Regions from separate parts of the Mus musculus genome. Here regions 1, 2, 3 and 5 are each linked to region 4. The links are chromatin contacts, called in public ChIA-PET, Hi-C and promoter capture Hi-C maps. All regions are on one chromosome and are shown on one strand. The core of a region is the stretch at or near the end of the contact, and the rest is flanking DNA. Distances in the headings are between cores, read along the strand shown.

What was found. Promoter capture Hi-C pulls out the DNA fragments that hold promoters and counts their contacts. A called contact is a pair of places that touch in the nucleus more often than the background predicts. ChIA-PET counts read pairs in DNA pulled down with a chosen protein or histone mark.
Region 1: a Hi-C map of stem cell-derived neural stem cells shows a contact between it and region 4, with 3 times the contacts expected there. The contact joins the enhancer-like site here to the promoter of Sox4 in region 4. A contact is called at or near these places in 6 of 39 promoter capture datasets (the 3T3-L1 cell line, 3T3-L1-derived adipocytes, cranial neural crest and 2 more), 24 of 484 Hi-C or Micro-C datasets (B cells, adipose-derived mesenchymal stem cells, cardiomyocytes and 13 more) and 7 of 115 datasets of contacts at active chromatin or transcription factors (the NIH/3T3 cell line, astrocytes, embryonic forebrain and 4 more).
Region 2: a Hi-C map of cortical neurons shows a contact between it and region 4, with 5 times the contacts expected there. The contact joins the enhancer-like site here to the promoter of Sox4 in region 4. A contact is called at or near these places in 2 of 39 promoter capture datasets (frontonasal cranial neural crest and hippocampal neurons), 6 of 484 Hi-C or Micro-C datasets (the N1E-115 cell line, cerebellum, cerebral cortex and 2 more) and 2 of 115 datasets of contacts at active chromatin or transcription factors (embryonic forebrain and forebrain).
Region 3: an RNA polymerase II ChIA-PET map of neural stem cells shows a contact between it and region 4, with 5 times the contacts expected there. The contact joins the enhancer-like site here to the promoter of Sox4 in region 4. A contact is called at or near these places in 2 of 39 promoter capture datasets (cranial neural crest and hippocampal neurons), 4 of 484 Hi-C or Micro-C datasets (cerebral cortex, stem cell-derived neural stem cells and uterus) and 5 of 115 datasets of contacts at active chromatin or transcription factors (differentiating embryonic stem cells, embryonic forebrain, embryonic midbrain and 2 more).
Region 5: a promoter capture Hi-C map of pre-B cells shows a contact between it and region 4, with 3 times the contacts expected there. The contact joins the promoter of Mrs2 here to the promoter of Sox4 in region 4. A contact is called at or near these places in 2 of 39 promoter capture datasets (hippocampal neurons and pre-B cells).

Annotation. Positions count from the first base shown.
Region 1 is chr13:25,560,251-25,564,664 of GRCm38.p6, forward strand. No RefSeq gene overlaps it. Among named protein-coding and RNA genes, the nearest start is that of Gm34122, 200 kb to the left of the region's middle. Within about 2 kb of position 2,626, at least 11 of the 459 cell types and tissues checked have an H3K27ac peak or open chromatin away from gene starts, as enhancers often do. A contact at or near this core is called in stem cell-derived neural stem cells, where this site is marked.
Region 2 is chr13:25,185,315-25,190,053 of GRCm38.p6, forward strand. It overlaps Dcdc2a (doublecortin domain containing 2a), which reads left to right. Exons shown (of 10, transcript NM_177577.3): 8 at 2,362-2,462. Among named protein-coding and RNA genes, the nearest start is that of Nrsn1, 82 kb to the right of the region's middle. Within about 2 kb of position 2,122, at least 44 of the 459 cell types and tissues checked have an H3K27ac peak or open chromatin away from gene starts, as enhancers often do. A contact at or near this core is called in cortical neurons, forebrain and hippocampal neurons, where this site is marked.
Region 3 is chr13:25,724,351-25,729,018 of GRCm38.p6, forward strand. No RefSeq gene overlaps it. Among named protein-coding and RNA genes, the nearest start is that of Gm11351, 240 kb to the right of the region's middle. Within about 2 kb of position 3,376, at least 17 of the 459 cell types and tissues checked have an H3K27ac peak or open chromatin away from gene starts, as enhancers often do. A contact at or near this core is called in neural stem cells, where this site is marked.
Region 4 is chr13:28,950,919-28,955,969 of GRCm38.p6, forward strand. It overlaps Sox4 (SRY (sex determining region Y)-box 4), which reads right to left and starts at 2,781. Exons shown (of 1, transcript NM_009238.3): 1 at 1-2,781. The coding sequence starts at 2,103. The coding sequence ends at 781. The region is part of intron 1 of Gm46405 (a long non-coding RNA gene); the gene reads right to left.
Region 5 is chr13:25,018,917-25,023,994 of GRCm38.p6, forward strand. Mrs2 (MRS2 magnesium transporter) reads right to left here and starts at 1,401. Exons shown (of 11, transcript NM_001013389.2): 1 at 1,166-1,401. The coding sequence starts at 1,328.

The DNA.
Region 1 (4,414 bases), core at 1,376-3,875, 3.4 Mb before region 4:
AAATTTATGAGAGGTAAAATCATCTAGTGTGCTTTCTTCTGGACTCCATTTTTATAAAATGTTTGACCCCAGCCTTCACCTTCATTCATGAGTGTCCTTGCAAATGAGTTTCTTACAGACAACAGACGGGTCTTGGTTTTGATTTCCCACTCATTCATCCACTCTAATGTTTTTCATAGGATAATTCGAGCCACTAACTCTGAGGGTTCCAATCATACCACAGCCATCTTGTCCATTGTTTTCCAGTCTTCTCATGGTGTGTTTTCTCTGTCACACTGCCCTTATCATTCCTCATGCATACTTCCTGTAGCAGTAAATTTTACAGTCCATTGCTTTACCACTGAGCTTTAAACCTGGCATCCAGTTCTCTATTCCAAGTCCTTGATTATTTTTTAGATTTGTCTATCATTAATTGTTAATTTCTGGTTATCAATGAGGCTCACATAACAGGCTTTAAAAGCACTGTGTTCTCTTCAAACAGTGTCTCACTATGTAGCCTTGGCTAGCATGTGTCTGCCTCCATAGTGCTGGGATTAAAGTATGCTGCACCATGCATTTTTAACTGACTGTATTTATTTATTTTAGATTTATCTTTTGTTTTGAGGGTTATGATTATATATAACCTGTTCAGTCTTTGTAATGTTACTTGCATATATATTTTCAGCATGGAACATTTGATATCGGATAAACAATTGGTGTGCTTTTCCATTAGAAAAAAAAGATTTTCCTATTCTCCATTTCTCTTGGTTGCCTACAGTTCTTTTTGTAGAGTTGAGGCCTTGTGGTCTTTTCTCTGTGAACTTTTTTGTGTCTATTGTTGTTTTCCATGCTTGGCTCATGTTTAGGTTCATGTTTAAGGATTCATCTTGGTGAAACTTTATGGGTATAGCTTCTGACATTACTAGAAGATAGTCTAATAGCAAACTACCACTGCTGCATTAGGCTTATCATGACACGTGGGTAACAGGATATCTTTTTAAACAATAGCAACCTACTACAATTATTAGGAGCAAGTAAGCAAGCAATGGTTTCTTTGTTCTATTTTGTATTTTTTCTGTGGCAACAACATCTTAACGTATTAATATAATTTAAACAGTTATTGATGTCTTTGTTGTTTACTCTCCATTCTAAAGATATGATAGGACATTCTCAACTTTCTTATATAATTACTCTTGCCTAACAGTTTTATATTTCCAAATGTTTTGTTTGTTTGTTTGTTTGTTGTTCATTAATGGATTCTTCAGGTGTAAAATTCCTTCCAGCACTTATATAACAGTTATTATATAGTGCTTCTTATATAACAGTTATTATATAGTGTTTCTTATATAACAGTTATTATATAGTGTTTCTTATATAACAGTTATTATATAGTGTTTCTTATATAACAGTTATTATATAGTGTTTCTTATATAACAGTTATTATATAGTGTTTCTTATATAACAGTTATTATATAGTGTTTCTTATATAACAGTTATTATATAGTGCTTCTTATATAACAGTTATTATATAGTGTTTCTTATATAACAGTTATTATATAGTGTTTCTTATATAACAGTTATTATATAGTGTTTCTTATATAACAGTTATTATATAGTGTTTCTTATATAACAGGCTTATATTCTCCCAACTCTTGTTTGGCCATGTCTTTACCTGTCCTATATTTTTAAAGAATAGCTTTTCTGGATGCACCATTCTTAATTGATAGTTTGTTCTTTTTAGTGCTATAAAAATCACATGCCTCTCTCTCCAAGCCCCGATGTTTCCTGCTCAGAAGGACATTGTCAGTGGAATTGAGCCTCCTCCATATGTTATTTCTCCTCTTCTGTATCCTTGAGACTCTTCTCTTTGCCATTTAACTTTGAAAGATTGATTATGTCTTGGAGCAGACTCAGCTGAGCGGAATATGATTTGTAACTTTTAATCATCCCACACATGAGTGTTTGTATTCATCTCTGAGTTTGGGAAGATTCTGTTAGCTTTCTCCTTGCTGTCCCTGTTGAGGGCCAGTGCCCAGTGTCTGCTCTTCTCATGCTGCACTGATGATCCTGTAGGGTTTCTTCATCCATTTTTGTTCTGCAACCCCACCATGCATCTTCGAACAGCACACCATTTAGTCCTCGACTTTTCCCATCCTGTTTCATCTATTGTGCTAGTGCCTTCTCATTTTTTTTTTAGCTTAAAGATCTGTTTTTAAAATTTATTTATTTAGATGTCTTTGATCCCTCTGTTCAGTTTCTGAGTTATTTTCTTCAAGTTCACCGAGTCCTCTTTACAGCAGCATTTAAAGTCTCAATTCAAGTGTTAACTCACATTGGTGGTGACTTTGCGGCTTCTGGTAACTTATTTTGACTTTCCAATGAGGTCACACTTTCGTGAAATCTCTTGACTGTACAGCATTGCCTGGGCATTGGAGGTATCTACATGTAATTTTAGATTTCATAATTTGATTTTGTTTGTGCTCATCTTCCCAGAAATTCTAAGCAGGCTCTTTCCCCTATTCCTCTCTCCCCCTTTCTAGAAACTCAGGGGCACTTTTCATTGTTTCAGCAGAGTGGTGCCCAAGTCCAAGGTCATTGTCTACTCTTGGTGTGCTGCCACTGTTTCACCACTAGAGGGCAATCAAAGTCTAGGTTTCTCATAAACCCGAAGTTGCTCTTGTTCAACAAGAGTTGGGGAAATAGCATAAAAGGGTAGTGCCTTCCTCTCCCAGAGGTTCATCTGTAGTAACAAGCCCATATAGTCAGCCGTGTGTTTCCAACTGGCTCATGAATGAGGGACCATCTGCAGCTTCCTATGTTATTCCTCTGTTCACCAATACTACATCACACATTGAGCCCATTGCTCTCTGAGACAAGCTCTGAGGACAGAGCAAGGATCACATTGCTGTGAGCTTCCTGTTGCTAAGGTGGTTTCATGGCCAGGGACAACTGCAGTCAACAACAGGCTAACAAAAGTCAAATGGACTAAGACCACATGTATCTCCCACTAATGCCGATGCTACTCTAGAGGCTTTGTGGGAGGATATTGGTTGGGAATGGAGACTTCTGTGATCCGCCCAGTGCTAGAATTTACCACTCCAGCATTGTGTTCTAAGGCTCAGCACCCTGCTACGTCCTACCAGTGAATGGAGACCTGCTTCATGGTGTGCTGGGTAATGCTGTGGTCGTCACCCATCGGCGGGGTGGGCATTAAACTGGATTGTGTCTGAGTCTCATACCAGCAAGGAACTACATGATCGTCGAGGGGCACTAGGTGTACACCATGGGCCTAAACATGAGATTGTCTCGCTGGGACACAGTTCTTTGCCTGGAATAGGAAAGACTAAAGTCTCTGCCTTTGTGCACTGGCCTGGGGTTATCTTTGCTAAGTACAGTTGGGGAATTGGTCAAGAGCCTTTTTTTCTCTTTTTGGCTACTGAGCATTGCAAAGGCCCTATCACACCTGAGTCCCACAGCTATGCATAGCTATGGAATGTGAGGATTGTTCCTCCATCTCCATTCCGAGGGTTACTGGTTTGGATAAAGGTGGGGGAATCCATCCACTACAGGTACCAGGTTCTTTTTTGCTCTAAATGAGGAATGGAGCAGAGATGCAGAGCTGTGGCAGAATCCAGGAGCAAGTAACACCTTAAGTGTCTACTCTGGAGTGTGGGTGTTGGTATGATAATCAGCCACACTTTACATTCTGATACTCACAGGGTATTTCTTAACCTTCTTCACTGTCAACTTACTTCTCTTACATACTAATCTTTCAGCCTTTGTGTAAAGTATCCCAGACCTTACTCTACCATATTCTATGTCACAGACTGGCAATACAGTTTCTCCCATTGTAAATAGGTACCTGTGTGATGTTTACGTAGGTATGGAGGCTCCCTCTGTGTGGTAATAGTCAATGCCCTTTGGCTATTTCCTAGTGTGGAGTTCTCATAGTACTGAATGCATGATGCAGTCTTGTGTTCATTTTTATGTTTTGTACCCAGTAAGACAGTCTTTCCCCTCATTCTGCTGCCTAAGGTTGAAGGCCAGTTAGGTGGTAGAACCAGGCAGGCACTATTCTAATGTGACTTCAATGGATCAGTTTAGAGCACTGTCCCTGGGGTTTGGGGTAAGTGGGGGTCCTGTTCAGCACTGGCTTTCATCTTGTTATACCTGGTAATGGGATTCAGGACTCAAACTCCCTCTTCTGTATACATGGGGCATCTCTCTTCAAACAGGACAGCATTGCTGAAGAGTGGAAAGACAGCCCTCTCTTTGGACTTTTTTCAAGACATGTTTCAATAGCAGACTGAAATAGATAAGACACTGTTTTCACACTCCTGGCTTCACTGTGAACAGTAGTGTGTGAGTAACTATGCAAAGTCAGGAGACCATAACTGAAGGAGCATAGTCAGTGACCATGTTGTTCTACACCCTC
Region 2 (4,739 bases), core at 872-3,371, 3.8 Mb before region 4:
TACAGGATGGTCCAGTAGGAGAGATACATAAGATGGGGGCCAAGGATACAGGATGGTCCAGTAGGAGAAATACATAAGATGGGGGCCAAGGATACAGGATGGTCCAGTAGGAGAGATACATAAGATGAGGGCCAAAGATACAGGATAGTCCTGCAGGCATGATTAACTAGATGGTAAGAGATGGGGTGGGAAGGGAGATAGCAAGGTGAGATTTCCTTAACCAGGAGGCAGGAGGGGAATCCAATTAGATACTGCAGAGGGAGATGGTACAGTTGCATCCTGTGCTCGGAGAGAACAGTGTGGAAAGGAACAAAACACCCACAAAGTGTCTGGAGCAGCGGCACGTGAGGAGGGGGCATCAACAGGAAGGGATTGACATGTGAGAAGAAGAGTAAGCCTGGAGCTTGCTTTTCGCCTTACTTTCAATAAATGCTCACTGTGAACTTACTGTGTACAGTGCTCTAGGCTTACTCTTAGAAAACAAGAATCAGAAGCGAGATATTTGCTTCTGCTGTGTACACAGAGAGGGAGATAGCACTTGCCTGTGGGTCCTCCTCTACCAGGGGCTGAACCTCTACAATCTGCTTCCTAATTCCAGAGTGGCGTTTCTTTACTAATCTCAATGCAGTTAGACATCAATCAACTTCTTACAATGTCTCCTATCTGTTTCAAGATCCGATCTGCATTAGCAATTATGGCACAGTCTCGCCATACTTTTAATGTTTTCAAGGAACACTTAATGTCTTGATAAGTGCTCATGATATAATTTTAAAGTACTTAGTGACTTATACATTTCAAGTTTTATTTGTTTGAGAGGGAGAGAGAGAGAGGAGAGAGGAGAAGACAAGGAAGAAAAAGGGGAGTAAGAGGAGGAGGGTGTTGGAAAATGTTGGCAATTGCTGTCTCTGGACCATGAGGTATCGGAAGGGATTTATTTCCTTCATCGTCTAACTTTCCCAAACTGTATACATGTTATAGCAAGACGAATAACAACACTACTTTTAAGAAATGCATGTTCCCTAAGAATGTATAGCACCACCACCTTAGTAACATTTATAATGAGAATGAATTAGCATCCCAGTGGGCTCTTCCCTCTGCTACTGGTTTTGGTTTCAGTTGAGCCTGGTAGACATTTCACTCCACTCCAGCCCTCTTCCCTAATGCCAGAGGAAACAGTTCAGCTGCTGCCCTCTTACCTATGAGACCCCTGACCTCTGAGCAACTTTGCACTGTTCAGTGTCTCTCACTTTGTTGGGCTGTAAGCAGCCACAGGGAGCAGATTACATCAGTGTGAGTGCTCTACAGCGTGAGTGCACTGACCTACATCCCAGTCTAGGAACTAAGTCTCATTCATGTCTTACACTACAGTGTTGGTGTCTTATGTATGGTTATTCCTCAACAAATGTAAACATACATTTTGCATATAGTTAAGATTGACCTTGGACCTTTAGCAATGTGTGGTGTCATGTGGCATGCATTAAGTAATTTTTCTAACAATCATGCCTTTGTTACAGAAGACAGGATCAGTTTCTAGGCTGCAGGGATAATCAAACACTGGAGTAGCGTAAAGGAGGTAACATTTCCATCCTTGGGGAGCCTTAAAAATTAGGCAAAGAAGACATCTGTGAGGGTGGCTGAAGCACTAAATCTGTCTGGAAGCAAGTAGACAGACAGAATGACAGATGGCTCTAGGATTTGATTACTGGGACTGGAGAAGGGAAGGCCCCCCGAGGGGAGACATTAAAAGTTCTTCAACAGAGATTGCTGCTTTGCAAAGGGAAGCAAGTTACAGGAGCTTAGCTTAAATCCCTAGGGGCTTAGGTCTCTTCTGTTGTCAGAGCTTAAAGCCACAGGTTGTGAAAAATCCTGTAGAAATCTGCAAAGCTAGAGCACGCTGATTTTCCGCAGAAAGTCCACTGTGTGCATGAGCCTGTTGCAATAAAAACACGATTCCCTCCCCTCAATAAAGAGAATCGCTTGCCTACATTATATTGAATGCATAGCAATCTCCAGGGAAATGGAAACTCTTAAATGTATTGTAACACAGGGAACGTTGTCACTGATTGCTGGGTAGGAGGGGACTGGGGTCCAGCCAGGAGGCTTTTCCATCTCTGGCGACTGGCGGCACCAGTCAGCAGCAGTGTGTGAGCAGGCAGCCATTCCAGCAGAGCTCTGCTCTCCTTCCTCTGGCCACAGGACCTCCTCTCAGTTAAAGCATAATGATCGGGGCCCAGGATCTTTAAGAGGAACTGAAATCTACATATCCCTCTTTAGGTATTTTACTGTAATGTCAGCTTTCAGCCACACGATGTCACGATTGGATTTTGTTTTTTTTTTTTTCATATGAGTTTGTCTCCACAGGTGAAGGCATTTTCAAAGCTGGAGCAGAGAGATCTGAAACAAGGGGGGCAGCAGAAGTTCAAGAAGATGAAGACACCCAGGTTGAGGTTCCAGTGGACCAGGTAATCTTCCTGCCTCTAAACATTCACAGAACCCAGCAGTGATGGCCTTGTTACCCCCTCCGGCCCCGACCCCCTACACTCAGGCGCCAAGAGGTCAAATGACTTCTGAGGTATACCAAGTTCTTCTTGGTACTCCTCCAGAAAATACCCACCTGCCTCTCTTCAATGTGGAAGTGGTATGTTCTTAATAAGCAGGACAAAACAGAGGGAGCTGGATGTGAGCCACAAGCTCACAAAGTCCGATTTAAAAACGAAGCACTGGCTGGGAATTTTAATCTTAGGAAAAAGTCATTTTCTAAAAGAAAACGTGTTTTAAAAATGCCATGATAGTCTCTCCTTCAGGGTCTTCAATATTTTTTGTGGTTAGATTTCTCTTCTTCTTTTGTAAAGGAACTGCTCACATAAATAGAACTCAAATGTTTTCTATGTGTGTAGTAATGTCCTTTCCTAGGCCAGGGGGACAGTGGACTTATTTGTGTTACAGGAAGGTATGCTAACAGAAGAAATTAAGACATGTTAATTCTGGCTAACTTCAAGAAGTAAGCCAGTTATCCGTGTGCTTATGTGTGCTCATATGCCCAAGCCCCCCTTGTGTGTGTGTGTGTGTGTGTGTGTGTGTGTGTGTGTGTGTAGGTCAGAGGTAGACACTGAGAGTCTTCTTCAGTTGTTTTCTGTCTTACTTTTGAGACAGGGTTTCTCAGCAAACCTGGAGTTCACTAGTTTGCTTAGACAGCTGGCTGGCAAGCCCTGAGGATCCACCCGTCCCTGCCTTCTCAGCACTGGGTCAAAGATGTGTGCCCTGCTTAGCCTTTCATGTGGGTTCTGGGCATCTGACGTCCTCATGCTTGCTTAGCACGCTCTTACCCACTGAGCCAACTCCCTAGACCCTACCATGCATTTTTTTATTTATAGTAATTCCTTATTAAATTTGAATTATATGAATTACAGCATAGTTCTCTTCCCTTCACTTTTTTATTTTTTACACTGAAAGATCTTGCAGAGTTCATATTAATAATACAGTGAACCTTTGAAAGCCCCACTGTATGTACCAAAATGAGTTCACACATAGGAGTCCACTTGTATTCTAAAGGAGATTATAAATAAGGCAGCAGCCGTCTAACCAAACTATTGTACCTGGTACCATCAGTGTATACATTACATTGCTTTGCTATATCAAGCCTGGCTCCATATTGAAATAGCTTGGAGAACTTAAAAAAAATTGATACCTGTGTCCAAAAGAAATAAATTAATAAAATACTCCCTGTTGCACTTTTTAATATGATCATTACAATTATAACTTGAGGACTGGGGTTCAGTGTGAGACTCTGGAGAAAGGTAGAAGTCACTAGGAATTGCCATGTGTCCTGTGACTATTGTGTGCTATTTCCTTTTCTAAAAGCAAATTTCACAATCAGGCAGGTCCACGAGCGATCTTCCCACGCGTGTTTGTCTTATCAGGGTGGCAGTGAGGCTGACTTCTGACTATTCTCCCATACTTCCTGCATGCATTCTTCCCAGTGAAAATCCTGTTGTGCTAAACTTCACAGATTTCAAAAATCCAATTTATTTTCTAGGATTTGCTCTCACTAATAATTTTTCATAAACCCCAGTTGTAGTTTTTTTCCCCCTGGGAGAAAACACAGTTTTAAGTCTTGTGTGAAACCATAATTAAATATTATATTTTCGGACAAAGAAGAGTAATCATGTATGCACAAAATTTATTAGTTGTCAAAGCTAAGACTAATTTATATTCTAAAGTCAAAACCTCTTCTCAAGCAATGTGAGGGGCATCTGTTTGCCTAGGTGTTGTGTGCTTTGGAGAGAGGGGCATGGGGAGGGAGGATGGATCTCCTATGTCATTGGATCAGCCTTGCATCTCAGTGTCTGGTTTCTTATTGGACATGTGGAGATAGCTGAGAAAAATGCAGCCTGGGGAGTGAGAGACAAACTCAAAATGGGCAAGAAAAGCACCAGGAGACTGAAGGACCTGGAGGAGAAGCAGCCGGTGACAGAGGCTCCTCGGTGCTTCCCTCTGCCCTGTTCCACGCAGTGCTGGGATCCTCAGTTGCGTTTGTTCCACAGTGGGCACCGTGTGCTAGGGTCGGTGTCAGAGCCTCTTCTGTATGTTAGATGGCTTTAATCTGAACATTGCACGAAGCCAGTGAGGGTGTGGAATGATAATCACCAGTGGCAACCTCTCCATAACAGTAAGAGCAGCTCTGAAGACCACACCCATTTGTGGTACGCATTAAATATCAGCTACTTTTCATCAGGTAC
Region 3 (4,668 bases), core at 2,126-4,625, 3.2 Mb before region 4:
CTCCTATCTCAGTCTGAGACTTTCCTTAGCCTGGATTTAAGTATCATTTCTGAGTAAATGTTTTAGTGCTGGAAGCTAGAGATTTTATTAGAGCATGCTTAGAGACAGCTTGTCTTTAAAAGACACATAATTACTCACGGACAAAGAAAGAAATTTCCATGTCTACATCCCACTATGTCTGAAAAATGTGTATGCAAGGATCAAAACCTGCTTTCTTAGCAGCCTGGGAGTCAGTGTGTTGCCTCGAGACAGTGTGTCTCCCTGTACCAATACAACCTTCGCTAAGGTAGGTGAGTGGGCTCTGCCTCAATAACAGCAGTTTTAAGCATAGCTGGGCAAACTCGGATGCTCTAAAATGGACTCAGTGCTGACTGATCTTGCAGAGGACCAAGGTTCTGTTCCTAGCAGCTACACAGGTACTCACAATATTCTGTAATACTAGATCCACGGGAACCTATAACCTTTTCTGGCCTCTGGGGGCTCCTGAATTCATGTGGTACACATGAACTCAAACAGAGTTGCCCACGTACATGCAAATTTAAAAATTAAGCAATAGCAAGTAATAAACCTTATAAAATGCTGTAAAACCGTCTTTTGGAACATTCCAACAACAAGGCCTCTAGAATACCAGAGGTTTGTTTTGTTTTGTTTTTGAAGAATTTTAATGTATTTTCTCTATCCCACTTCACACTTCCCATTTCCCACCATTAGCACTATAGTCCTGAATTCTAAACTGAGAGTGTCATCAGCCATGCCAAGACTGGAAACAGTCCATTCCAATGAGCTTTATCCAAGTACCTATGGGGCCAAGATGTGTGTGTGTGTGTGTGTGTGTTGGGATAGATGCAAGAGTGAACTTATTATATAGCACTTCCCTCATTTTCTTTTTGTTTTGAGTTTCAACACAGTCTAGGTTTTGTATTCCATGCCATGTAACAGCCTGCTTGTCACACCCATGCCAGTGACAACAATCAACCTTAATCTGTTCAATTCCATTGCCCCGTGGGCTAGAAGCTAAGGTTTGATTTTATTCAAACCACTGTTTGTCAATATGTGGGTAAAGAAACAATTCCTTGTTGCAGATTTCTGCAACAGAATAGAGTTCAAAGGGTCCAAAAACAAAGCACTTCAAGTACTTGTTTAAAATGCAGAGTTTTGTTGGTGATAGTGCTTGCCTCCCTGCCTTTCCTTTTCTCTGGTCCTCTTCTTTCTCCCTTTCTCCTTGTGATGGCTATTCTCAGTTGTCAACTTGACTATATTTGGAATGACTATACAATCCAGAAATGGAAGGTGCATCTGTGATCCAGATCTTGAGGCTGGAAGACACAGGCTTTTGATCCAGATCTTGAGGCACAGTGTCTATGCATGGTGTTAACCGACTTTAATCTAAAGAGATGGAGGCAAGCAGATCTTTGAGCTCAAAGCCAGCCTGTTACAGAGAATGTTCCAAGTAAAGAACAGCTTAGGTCCCAGCATGGTGATGGGTGGTGTATACCATTAATCCCAGGACTTAGTAGATAGAGGCATCGAGGTATCTGAATCCATAGTTGGTCTACACAGCTAGTTTCAGGACAGACAAGCTTAGGGAGTGAAGGCAAGCATTGAAAACAGAAAACTGAGGAAGATGGAGTTAGGACAAGAGCCTAAGTTCCAGGCCCAAAAAGGAGCAGAACTTGAAAGCTTTGGTTATGTGACTCTGGCTTTAGAGTCTTCTCCTGGTTGTCTTAGATCAAGAAACACAACTCTCCGTTCCTTCAGCACCGTGTCTTCCTACACACTGACATTCTTCCTGCCACGATAATGGACTGAACCTCTGAAACTATAAGTGAGCCCCAATTAAATGTTTTCTTTTGTTTTGTTTTTTATAAGTGTTGCCTTGGTCATAGTGTTTTTTCATTGCAGTGAAACCCTAACTAAGCTATTCCTCTTCCTTCTCTTTTTTTCTCCTCTTTTCTTGTTATTTTCATCCTCCTAGACAATGTCATACTAAGTAGTTTCCAACTCAATATCCTCCTGCCTCAGTCTCCTGATGCTGTGGCTAAGTCATGTTACTACATCCAGGGGCTTTCAACAGTCTTGACTCAAGGCACAAACAACAGCAAATTTAACATTTGTCTTCTCGGAGGCAGTCATTTTTCAGCTTGGCTAATTATTACATCTCTAAAAGTATATTTGTCTAGCTATATATTAATACAATTAAAATGTTAAGAAAAATCACTTTCTTAGGAAATAAGGTTGTATATAATTTTTGATTATATACTTGATTTTAAAAATTTTGATATGTTTTATATAACTTTTGTTTCCCAGTGAGCAGCTTGTTACAATACATTAAAATTTTCTTATCTTCTCATATTACTTGACATAGGTTGCCTTGAATTTCTTTCTCTTTACTTTTGTTTTTCTTGTAGAAAAAAAATCCCTTTAAACATGCTTTTTCTGTCCCTGTTTCTTCCACTAAACTCTGACAGAACTCTTTCTTCTTTTTAATCACGGCAGAAACATCTAGAAGGCTGTCTCAGCTCCTCTTCCCCATTGGCATTTTGCTTTTCTGTTCCATACTCTCATTTCTGCCCAGTTCCTGGAGTGGAGTAGGAGAGTAGACGTTTGTTTCTAAACTTCATGGGTGATGGCCTATGTAATATCACTATGGATGGAATTTGACCAGAAGGGCAGGGGATGTCTCATCAAGGATGATTTTGAGGTGGGATTGTATGAGTGATTGATCTTTGTACCAAGAGGTGAGGTCAGAGTGAAATGCTTGGGGGGGGGGGGTCGGTTATGGGGGTAGGGGTGGGGGGAGGGATGGGGATGGAGGTGGGGGGAGACACAGTGCAGGTAAGGTCCTGTCTGTCCTGCTGCTGTGGAGTGGGAGCTTCAGAAGGAGCCTGGGCTATGTTCCACAGTATCCCATTAGCAGTCCCTTTAGCAACTTATAAAGCAAGAGAAAGCAGAGTGGCTTTTTTTTTTTTTAAACACAACCAAGGAAACAACAACAACAAAAACAAAGTAAGCACTGGCTGGCCAGGTAGTGAAATGGTTATCTCACCTAGAGGTGAGCAATAGGCTTTCATAAAGACATAAGCAGACTGGCTGTTACTTTGCTCTAAGGCATGGCAGTTACTTTGTTAATAGTGGCCTGAGTACTTATGGGTATTATTTGATTCCTTTTCAAATGAATGTTCTTAACTCACAGAAGTATACTTCAAGCTTGGAAACATGCAGTTCAATCCACACAGAGGTTGCTTTCCCTGGGAAAATCTCCTTCTGGTAGGGTAGCTGCAGGAGAGACCTCTTTCTCCTCACACTCTTCTGCCCAGAGCCCCACTGCTGTAGTTCCCTCTGAGGAGGGCAGTAGAGACCCACTGATGAGGCTGTGTTTGAAAACTCTCTTTTTTTTTTCCTGCCCAAACTAGATTCACCTTCCTTCCCTGCATAATTTGATCATCCATGCTCAGGAGAATAATGGTGTCCAGGGGGAGGTTTTCAATGACTGTCACTTGGCACACTTGTCTTTAAGAAGAATAGAGTCACAGACACAGACAAGCCAGGGTGAAATCTAGCATGTAGATAAGTATACAGTGCTCACCTTCCTCGGCCCCTGAGCCCTTGAAGGCTTCCTTCATCACCAGGGGAGGGGGGGGGGGTTAAGTATGATCTAAGCAGACCTGAAACTGCTGTTCAAGTCTCCAAATTCTGCATTTCTTGTATGATTCTGCTGTCTTTCTGCTCACAGTGTGTTTCCCTACATTTAAATACAGTACCTTGCATTCTTGTTATCACATTACAAATCTGGACTCAGGGTCTGGCTCCGTCTCATTTCCAGTTGAACCTGAATCGCGGTAGCGGCTTCTTGCCCTTTAGCCGAGAGTTTATTTAGTGTCTGAATATTTCCCTGAAGGGTGGAAAAAGAGCTAGAGGAAAATTGTCTGTTTTAATAGAAAAGATAGAAACAGAGACAGCAGATGAGGGAAGGAACATTGGGCCGCTGCTGGATAAACAGTGCGCACTCTAAGGTATAGATGCTCGCAGAAATGAGAACTAGGCAGAGAAGTGGAGACCCCCCCCCCGCCGACCTTGAAGATGGGGTGTCTGAGAAAGCTCTAGTAAAGAGAAAAAAAAACATTCGTAACATTTCCGTTCTCCTGTGTCAGATACTGGCCCAGGGTCGAGCGGCAGCTTATCTCCAAGACTTCAGGAGGAGCAAAGCTTCCACACAGCATCCAGCAATGCCATCGTCGCCATGATTTGACTGGCTATTTAATGCAGTTCAGGTGCTTTATTCACGATGTGAAATGAAAATTTCATAAGGACATCTAGAAAGTAGGGCTTCTGTTTTTTTTTTTTTTTTTTTTTTGGTTTTCCAGACATGTGTATGCATGTGTATCCACATCCATATGTAGCTGAAGAAATAATGCATACAGCAACCTAGCTAGCTAGGACATAAAAGGTATAGGGTGAGCGAAATGATTCAAGACATAATTAGGTTTACATTTCTAGTGCCTACATCTAGGGGATGCTAGAATACTCAATAAACAGAAGAAACTGTCAATCTTTGCCTGGGTACGACATGGATCATATTTCTAGAAACACTCCAAGTGTCCTATGATCAGGCCTGAGTTTAGGTGGTTGGTAGACAATGGGTGAGCTCAGTCTTTTGTGTACATAAGT
Region 4 (5,051 bases), core at 1,531-4,030:
GGAGGAGGAGAAAGCCCAGCCCGGGACTTCGCCAGCGTGGAGTTTCTCCATGCCAATGCTCCCCTAAGCTCAACACAAATGCCAAACGCATCACCCCAGAGCCTTCTTTCTGTCTTCATTGCAGAAAAAGAAATTTTAAGAAGGGGAAAAATACAAAGAGAATACAAAGAGGGGGTGGGTAGGAGATGGGGCACGCTGGATTTTCCCCCTCCTTTCTTGACCATGAGGCAAAATCAAACAAGAAATCACCAAGGCGAGGGGGTGGGGGTGAGGGAAAGATTCCTTCGGTCTTTAGAAGCTTTGCTTGGCTTCTTTTCTTGCTGGGGGTGCAACCAAGTCCGGAAGCTCGTTGGAAGGGTGGGGTGGGGGGGAGTCTCTTCAAGCAAAATTGGGGAGGAAACTCGAAGTAGCTTTTTTAGCCACCACCAACATCAATAACAACAACAAAAAAAGGTCGCCCCCGTCTACTCTCCGCCTCCTTCGAGTCCCCAGCCCTGAGAGTGGGGGATGGGAGCGCGGGTCCACTAACGCCCCCGCGCTCCTTCTCCAACGGCGGGACGTGTTCCAGGCCAGCTCTATGCACTTTTTCTTCCTTTTCTTTTCCCCTTTCTCCTTCTACTCTCCATCTATTCTTTTTAACTCATTTTTTTTCTGTTTCTTTCTTTCTTCTTCTTTTTAACATTTTTTTGTTTGTTTTTTTGTTTGTTTGTTTTTTGTTTTCTTTTTTCCCTCTCTCCTCTCCTGCCTCTTGGCCCACCTTCTCCCCGGCCCGCGCTCCCTTCAGTAGGTGAAGACCAGGTTAGAGATGCTGGACTCCAGCCAATCTCCCGAGATCATCTCGCTCACCTCGGGCGTGCAATAGTCCGGGAATTCGAAGTGGGAGCCTGAGCCGGGTTCGAAGTTAAAATCCAGGTCCCGATCGAGCGCCGATGAGGAGCTGAAACTGCCCAGGGACATGCTCTCAAAGTTTGAGCTGGGGTTCAGGTCGAGCAGGTCGTCTTCGAACTCGTCGTCGGACGACGAAGAGCCCGAGGAGGAGGAAGAGGACGAGGAGAGCGAGGAGGACGCGTGCGAGGGCGCGCTGGACGGGGCGGGCGAGGCTGCGCGTAGGCTGGCGTAGCCGCGGTGGTCAGCGGGCGATCGGCTGGCGGCTGGCGATGATGCTGCGCTGCTGCGGCCGCTCAGACTCCGGCCATCGGGCGAGCATCCCGGGCCTCCATCTTCGTACAACCCCAGTGGATCACTGGGGTCGGCGCTCGCTCCCAGGCCCCCGACGGGAGACGCCGAAGCGCCCAGGCTTCCAAACAGGTAGACGCGCTTCACTTTCTTGTCGGCAGGGTGTTTGGCTGGGGTGGCCAGCGCACTGGACGGCGAGGAGGAGGCGGCCGGAGTGGCCGCACTGGGAGTCCGCACCTTGTAGACGGCCGTGGGCTCCCCCAGGGGCAGCAGGGCAGCTTGCTCTGGAGAGAACGATGCAGCCGCCTTGCTGCCGCCCGCCGGGACCAGCTTAGCGTGGGGCTTGCCGACCGAGCTGCCCGCCACCTTGGGGCCACAGCTCTTCTTGGGCGCGGGCTTGGAGCTGCCGCCCGCGCCACCCCCCGCGTGGCTGCTTCCCGCGTGGCCGCTGCTGCCCGCGACCTTGTCGCCCTTCTCCCCTGGCTTGGCTGTGGCCGCCGATCCCGCGCCCGCGTTGCCCGACTTCACCTTCTTTCGCGGCCGGTACTTGTAGTCAGGGTAGTCAGCCATGTGCTTGAGGCGCAGCCGCTCCGCCTCCTGGATGAACGGAATCTTGTCGCTGTCCTTGAGCAGCTTCCAGCGTTTGCCTAGCCGCTTGGAGATCTCGGCGTTGTGCATGTCGGGCGACTGCTCCATGATCTTGCGCCGCTCGATCTGCGACCACACCATAAAGGCGTTCATGGGCCGCTTGATGTGGCCACTGGGCGTCTTGCACCAGCTGGGGTCGTCCGCCTTGCCGCCCGTCGACGCGGTGGAGCCAGGCGTCGGGGAGGACGCGATGCCCAGCTCCAGGCCGGCGCCCGAGTCCGAGCTCTCCCCGGCCAGCAGAGCCTCAGTGTTCTCCGCGTTGTTGGTCTGTTGTACCATGGCCCCGGCTTGCCGGGCGCCCACGCGCGCTCACACGCTCGCGGCGCGGTCGCCGGGCCCTGCGGGCTCCCCGGGGCGGAGACCAGGGTCCCCTGAGCGGCGCGCGGGCCAGGGGCGGCCGCCTCCCGCCGCCAACCTAGAGTCCCCGAGGCCCTCCGTCCTCCCTCACCGCTGAAGTGCTCCCTGCGGGCACCGAGGCTGGAGTCGGCCGCGGCGAGGAGTTTCTCCAAACGTTGGTAGCCGGAGTATCTTCCAAACGCAAGTTTCTCGCCGCCTCCGGGGCAAGTCTTTCCCCCACCCCTTTCCCTGAAGCAGTCGATTGCAGTTCACGAGAGCTCGCGGTAGCTCAGGAAAGCGACATCGTCTCTAGCGCCTAAGTCCCTTTCCTGCAGTGCAAAGCCAAAGCGACTCTGGCTCCGGGACTCTCTGTGGGCGGAATCGGCGCTGAGGAGTTGGTGCAATTATTTTGTTGCAAGGTAGGAAGCCAAGAAGCTTGCATGCAACAGACCGGCATGAATAAATGTATGTTTCTCCCTCCCTCCTGCAAGAAGGGGAGCTGGTTACCGGCAGAGTTCCCCCACTGCAGACTCTCTAAGAAACAGCGTGCAAGAACTGGAAACCGGGAGGGAGACGGCCCTCTTCCCCTCACTCTGTTTCTCTGGCTGCAGCTTAGAGCAGACCCCAATTCCGCCTCGCGCTTCTTTATCCTTTCTCAGACAGCCAATCAGCCGCTGTAACTAACGCTTCCTCGTGCCAAGCCCCTCCCCCGTCCTTCCCATTGGCTTGGAACCCGATGCAATAATAATCTCCGCGTGCAATGAGAAGCTCCAAATCTGACCTCATTCCAATTTACAGAGCAAACTTTTTAAAAGGGCTAGAAGTACAGCTGAGATTTCTGCTGCCTCTTTCCCCCCCACCTCCGCCTTTTGCTGGGTGCGCGCGCGTTTGCCTCTGTGTGTGTGTGTGTGTGTGTGCGCGCGCGCGCGCGCGCACGCACGCGCATGTGTGAAGAGGATGTTAATGCATGAAGTTATTAAGGGGAGAGACGGAAATGTATTCTAGCCATTATGTTAGATAACAAGGGGCTTGGAGGGGGGGTAAGGGTGAAATACTGTAAATGGAAGCTTTCTGCTTAAAAGCCGAGTGATTATTTTTATTAGTTCTTTTCAGCCCAGGAATAAAGAATCAGCCTTTGGTGCAAAATCTCTTTTCTTAGCCCCTTCTTAGAGCTAGAGATGTAAGTGGGGGGAGCCACAATAATAAATCAATGGATATTGAAAACCATTAAGAAAGTGGTACCTAGACACCTGTCATCACAATTATTTTAACAACTCTGGGTACAGAACAAACGTTGGTGTATTGTGTAAATCCCTTCAGGATGCTATCTGTGCTGTTTGTGAAAGGCAGGGTTTTTTTTTTTTTTTTCTTTCTCCCCTTTTCAGTAATTACTTACTCTTTTTGCCAAACAGAGGTTAACTAGTTATTTAATGATTTCACTTCCCCTATAAATCCTGGGTAGGCCAAACAAGATTTTCTGTGGAACGCTAAGGCAGTGGCCCATAATTACCTCAATAAGAGACTTTGTGTGATTTCTGTATAGGGCGATCATGGTGAATACAGGATGGGATTGACTTCACTTTCTAAATGTTTGTTTTCCACAATATCCAAAGGATAGATGGGTTCGCTATGTGCTCTCCTTCCCCCTCTCTTTCTTACCCATTGTCTCCCGTGTGTCTGTGCTACTTGAAGCAATTGGGCCTAAAAGACCAAGAAGAGAAAGGGGTGGCACAGGGGAGTGGGCTGCTGGACCTATCTCAAGTCCCTCTCCTGATCTTTCTTTCTGGGTCTCATTGTCCTCCTCTTCTGTGCTTTGGGAACCTTGTGAGCTTTATAGAGGGCTTGTGTTAGTGCCCGGTGAGTGTGTGATTATAAACCACGGATGTGTGTCCTGAGCCCTCTGGATTCTAACACACATTCCGAGTTCTCCCTAATGCAAATGCCACTTCTAGTAAGAGCAGCACGATGTTCGAGAGACTAAGGTGGGAGGTGGTCACCGGTGGTGAAACGTAATCGAAAGCCCCTTTGGTGGTCCCCGTTTGTTATCTCAGTACTTGGGAGGTGCCTTCAGGAAGATCAGGAGTTCAAGATCATCCGCTGATGCTTAAGAATTCCAGGACAAGCTGGGCGGTGGTGGCGCACGCCTGTAGTCCCAGCACTTGGGAGGCAGAGGCAGGCGGATTTCTGAGTTCGAGGCCAGCCTGGTCTACAAAGTGAGTTCCAGGACAGCCAGGGCTACACAGAGAAACCCTGTCTCGAAAAACCAAGGGAAAAAAAAAAAAAAAAAGAATTCCAGGACAGCTCCAGCTACCCAAGTCCTTGTCTCAAAGAGCGAACACATGCAGATAATACTTAGAATATAGAACAACTTAGTTACACAAACCACCCTTTTCCCAAGATCTGAGCATTGGGACTCTAGTGAAAACTCACCTTTAATACGATGATAAACTGATTTCCCTCAGGCTAGTAACAGAGGAGGCCAACTTAGAGCCAGCTCTTGATTGAGAGCACAGTAGTGCTGGGTGGTATATTTCCATTTACCTTGTCACACATTCAGAGTATTTAGGCTGGAAGGAGGCCGAGGGTGTCAAGAATTAGACATTTACTGGAAAGAGTACCCTATGGAGACAGCTGACTGGGTCTCTAAGATCAACTGCAGGCAAGAATGTTTTGTGGGTAAAAAGCAAGTAATTTTTTTTTTTTTTGACTATTTGCTACCCATCACAGCCCTTTTTTAATTCCCAGAGGAGGAAATCCTAAAATAGTATGCACTCCTTCAAGAAAAAAACCTCCACCAAGAAAAGTGTTTTGCAAGGCATATGTGTTTTTTTTTTTGTTTTTTTTTGTTTTTTTTTCTGATACCCACAGATGTACCTTCTTAAGATGCCATC
Region 5 (5,078 bases), core at 151-2,650, 3.9 Mb before region 4:
GTGTGTTTGAGTACTGTGGAAGTCAGAAGTCTATTCTCTCCTTCTACCATGTAAGCTCTAGGGACAAGAGTCACAAGTTAAGTTCCTGGGTCTTACAGACCACTTGGTTCCCAAGTATTATCAAGGGAGGAAAAAAGCTTGTGGCAAAAGACCTGGGTGTGGGGAAGGGGGTGTTGACTGACAGCAGCTCATTATGGGAAAAATTTAAGTACAATTCAAAAAAGAGTAGTAGCCCAAACCACTCTTGTCAGGACTGTTTCTGTGCAGTCACATTTGTGGAAAACGCTGTCCTCAGGTTTCACCAAAGCATCAGCAAAGAAAGACTCCTCTGTCTTCCCCCAGCGTTTTTTGCTCCCTTGGCTGGCTACTTGCAGAGTAGACTTCGCCAAGGGTTAATTAATGCTCATCACTGGCTTCACATTCAAACTCAGTTCTAGGAATTCCCTACTTTATTCCAAGGCAACTATGTAACTGTATCAATGTGCCCAGAAGAAAGTAACATAATAAACAGAATTAATAACACCCCAACCTTGCTAATTGTAGCTTCCTGCTGCCCAACATCGACTTTGGTCTGGGCTCCACAGCAGAGTTTCAAGCCAGCTTGGATTACTGTGAGACCACGACTCGAAACAAACAAAACTCCCACCTAACAGAATTCTGGGACACGAAAATAGAAGGGAGCATAAGGAAGTAAAAGGGCCAGTAGGATGAGGGGGTTTCAGGAAAAAGTATGTATAAAAGTGCTGTCATAAACCCTTTACTTTGGGCTGAGCAGATGGCCAGCAAAATGCATGCCGCCAAGCCCTGCGTTAAGACAACTGATTCGAGCAAGCTGTCATCTGACCTCCACATACAAACTCAGAGAAGGCCGTTTAAATGCTAATTTTAAAACAATAACAAAACAAACGAAAGTAGCCAATGAGGCGGTTAACGCTTCTAACGGCTTCATTCAGAAGGATGAGACCGGACTGCTGTCAATTGGCGGCCAGCCTGGGCAACACAAGGAGACCCTGTCCCAATAAGCAAGAAACCGCAATCAAGTCCTCGCAGTGCTGGCCGGAGCACTGAGGGCCGGGTGAGCCCGGCAAGGCCGAGCGGCGGTGAGGATGGCGGGGCCAAGGGCAGGCGGGACAGAGGCCGCCGGGGCCCCGCGGGACGCGCGTACCTGCAGCGCGGGCTGTGCTCGACGCTTTCGGGCTCCGGGAGCGCAAAGGGGTCGCGCGGCCGCCGCAGGCAGCGAGGCTCAGGCGCGCGACCGCCGTCCACAGGGCCCTCCGGGGCTGCGCGGCGCGGGGCAGCAGCCCGGGCAGGCAGCGCAGGCATTCCATGGCGCGCGGGCAACCGGGAAGCCGCCCCAGGACGCCGGTCCGACATGCCGGAACTCGGGTCAACCGGCTCACCGCGACAACCGCGCACCGCGCCTGCGCGAGCCGTCCCGCGCCTGCGCGCTGCCGTCCACGCATGCTCCGGCGTGGTGTCTGGTGACTGCCGACCCGGTCTGCGTCCGTAACAGAGCCAGGACGTGCAAGTGTGAAGGTAGACTGACCAAAGCAGCTCAGCTCCGAAAGTGTCCATTGTTTCGAGGAGCTGCGGATTGATTCTACTTTCTGGAAAGGTCCCCTATGTATCTATGTATGCACAAATATACAGTTGGGAGATGAGGAAGTTACCACTATTAGTAAATCAAATAAGTTTTATTTAAGGCTACTGTGTTTAAAACTCACTTTGAAGGGACAGTGCGTTAAGCTTTTGCTGTAGAACAAGGAAAAGCCCAAGCGAGCAGTGTGCTGGCGCATAGCTGCAATCCCTCCAGAGTTCAAGGTCATTCTTAACTAGAGTGTAAGGCCAGTCTGCACTACTTGATATCAGTCTAGTTAATCACACCCCTCAGCCCGCCCCCAGAGAAAATAAATATTTGTCAATAGACTTGTTGTTTACATCACAATACTAAAGACAGACTTGAGTTTCAGAACTTTCTTCACTGATATATGAACATGGAGCTATGGGGATGTTGGACTATTTATCTTGCCGGGCACTAAGGATTGAGTAGAACAGTGGGAAGCTGTGGACAAAAGGAAAGTTCCAGAAGAGACCATGGATGTTTGGCTTGGACACCGAGAGCTAGAAGTACTTTAAGCATTGCTAGTAGGACGAGCCTTGAATGTACAGAAAGGACATGATAGAGGTTTCACTTCATTAGAACTTTGATGTGCTAAATCTTTGAAAAACATGTGCCAGGAAATAGTCATTCAAGAAAAATAATTATTTAAAAAACACTTCATTGCCGCCGCCCCCTACCCCGCACCATGACATGACCTTTGAAAAACATTGGGCAAGTGCTGGCAGCTGTTCAGACACATGGTCTTGTTAATAGTCCAATTTATGTTTATTGGTTTTTTGTTTTATTTTGTTTTGTTTTTCGAGACACGGTTTCTCTGTGTAGCCCTGGCTGTCCTGGAACTCACTCTGTAGACCAGGCTGGCCTTGAACTCAGAAATCCGCCTGCCCCTGCCTCTCGAGTGCTGGGATTAAAGGCGTGCGCCAACCATGCCCGGCTTTATTTAGGTTTTTAAAAGCAGGGTTAGGACATTGAACAGAACACCTTGGACATGTCAGGCCAATGTGGCACGTTGTTACTCAGGACTCAAAACTGTCTGAGCAGTAAAGCACATATTAGGTCATTGTATCCAGCCCTAGAATTAGCACCAAATCTAGGACTTTTCTCCACCATGAAGTTGTTAAAAGAAAAGGTAAAGCCACTGCAAATTAAGGGAGAAAATGGACAAACAGCACATCAGGTTAACTGCAACAAGACAAAACGAAAAACCAACCAAACCAACCAACCAACAAACAAACCAACAAACAAACAAACAAAAACAAAAACAAAAAAACCCACCCATGACTATAGTATTCTATCTGAAAAAAAAAATCAAACCAACGTCAAGCTGGGTGTAGTGGTATGTGCTATAACCTAAGCCCATGGGAAATGGAAGCTGAGCAACTAGAGTCAAGGCTAGCCTCGGCTACATAGTAAGGTCCAGGCTAGCCTTATCCGAAAAACAAAATCAATCGGTCTCCTGCAGAGGGGATCCATCTTGCCTTGTATCCTAACTAGTCCCCTCTACACCTCAAGGTGGGATTGAACTTTACGCTGCTTAAGCCTCAAGGTGGGGTTGACCGGTAGGATCCGCTTCCAGGGTTAGGGCCTCACATCCTATCCTGCACCTCCTCTAAGCTGCGAAGCTCGGAGATCCCTCTCCTTCTAAGTTCTTTGGGTTGCCTGGCAAAAGCTTATTAAAGATGTAAGAGATCTTTTGGTTTGGGACATTTGGAGTCAACACCAGTGTTCTGGACAATTTTATTTAGAAAGGAGTCATGAGCTACTGACTATGGCAGAGGGCAAAGCTTCCAGACCAAATAAAGTTAACATTTTCTATGCCACATTGAGGCTTTCCTAGGGCAACCCTTTGTGGGGGCTCAGATCTGCTGCTTCTCCTCTTGGTTTGTTCCCAATCCCAGCTCCCAGCCCTAATGATCAGCGTCCTGATAACCCTGACATGTGAGCCATGCATTGCAGGAAGCGGGTGCCTGGTGGCTATGGGCCAGGGCTTGGGGACAGCCACACTTTCTGCAACACTATGCAATTCCTGGAGCACCTGCCAGGATCAAAGCCATGATGGAGCCTGCAGGCCAAGAGCCAGGCCCAACCCTGCTGGCTGGAGAAGCGTTTTGCCCTTAACTTCCCTGGCCACAGTCAGCCCTGTCCCATGGCCTCAGTCTGTCCAGTAGCTCCCATGCCCACTGTCCCTGCCTCCATGGGGCTTGCTAGGGTTTTTATACCTAGAGAAACGTTCCCCTCCCCTCTGGGCCTCCTTTTACTCTGACCTGTGAATATTTTTAACTCTGTAAATAAGACCAGCTCTTGGAAAACAGAGACTATTTTATCAGCTGTCAGTCCTTTTCTTGTTCGATGATGCACCCCACAGGACATTTCTACTCAGGCTCTAAGGAACAAATAAAAGTGTTTTGAAGGTCTTCCACCAGGAAGCCCTCTCAGCTTTCATCATTCAGGGCAGCCGTCATTGGAACTGAAGGCTCCTCTGAGAGGGTTGGCCTTTCTCCCATCTGGTGCTTCCCTCTTTTCAGAGGTGGACAACACCTGGCTTCTTGGGACCTGTTGGGGCAGCTGTTTCCCTTTCGTTGGTTTCTGCAGTAGTAGGAGCTATTGGCTCTTTCAGCTTGCTTATCTCTGGGGTTCCACCACCCTAAGAACTTTATGTATTAAAAAAAGGTTTATTAAGCCCCAAACTTTTGAGGCTGGAAGTCCAAGGCAAGGTGGTTCTGTCAGTTTGGTTTCTGGTGAGGGCTGCCTTGTTCTTGTCACAGCATGGAGGAGGAGGAAGTGGGAGGGGCAGGAGAGATAACTATAACCAGGATGTATGATATGAGAAAAGAATCCATGGTCAATAAAACGAAAAAAGCCCTAAGTGGGGGGGGGGAATCAAAATTTCAAAACTCACATTGCATGCACGTGTAGAAATATTGCAGTGGATCATATTCGTTTGTTAAGTTCTGTGTTTTTCATTTTAAAAATTAACATTTTAGGCTAAGCATCAATGCTCTTCATTACTGTGTGTCTCTATACTCTCCTCTGCTCCTTTCCCTCCCGCCGTTTTGGCTCCTCCCCCAAGCTGACTTTGTCTACACTCAGTCCACCCCTCTTTTGCTTCCCTGTCACACCTACTCCACTGCCCCATTTCCCATCTCCCTTGATATATCCCTCTCCTCTCGTGAGTCCCTTTATCACTTCATGAACTAATACGAACATAAATGTGTAATTTATAGTACACAAACACACATACACTTTTAAATCTAGGTTCCATGTATGAGAGAAGACATGTGAGTATTTGTTGTTTTAAGTTTGGCTTATTTCACTTAGCACAGTGGTCTCCAGTTTCTGGTTTCTGTTCTGCTGTAGAGGTCACAGTTTTACTTTTTCCCCCTGCAGTATAAAATTCCACTGTGTATCTTCACCACATCTTCTTTATCTACTCATCCATTGATAGGCATCAAGCCTG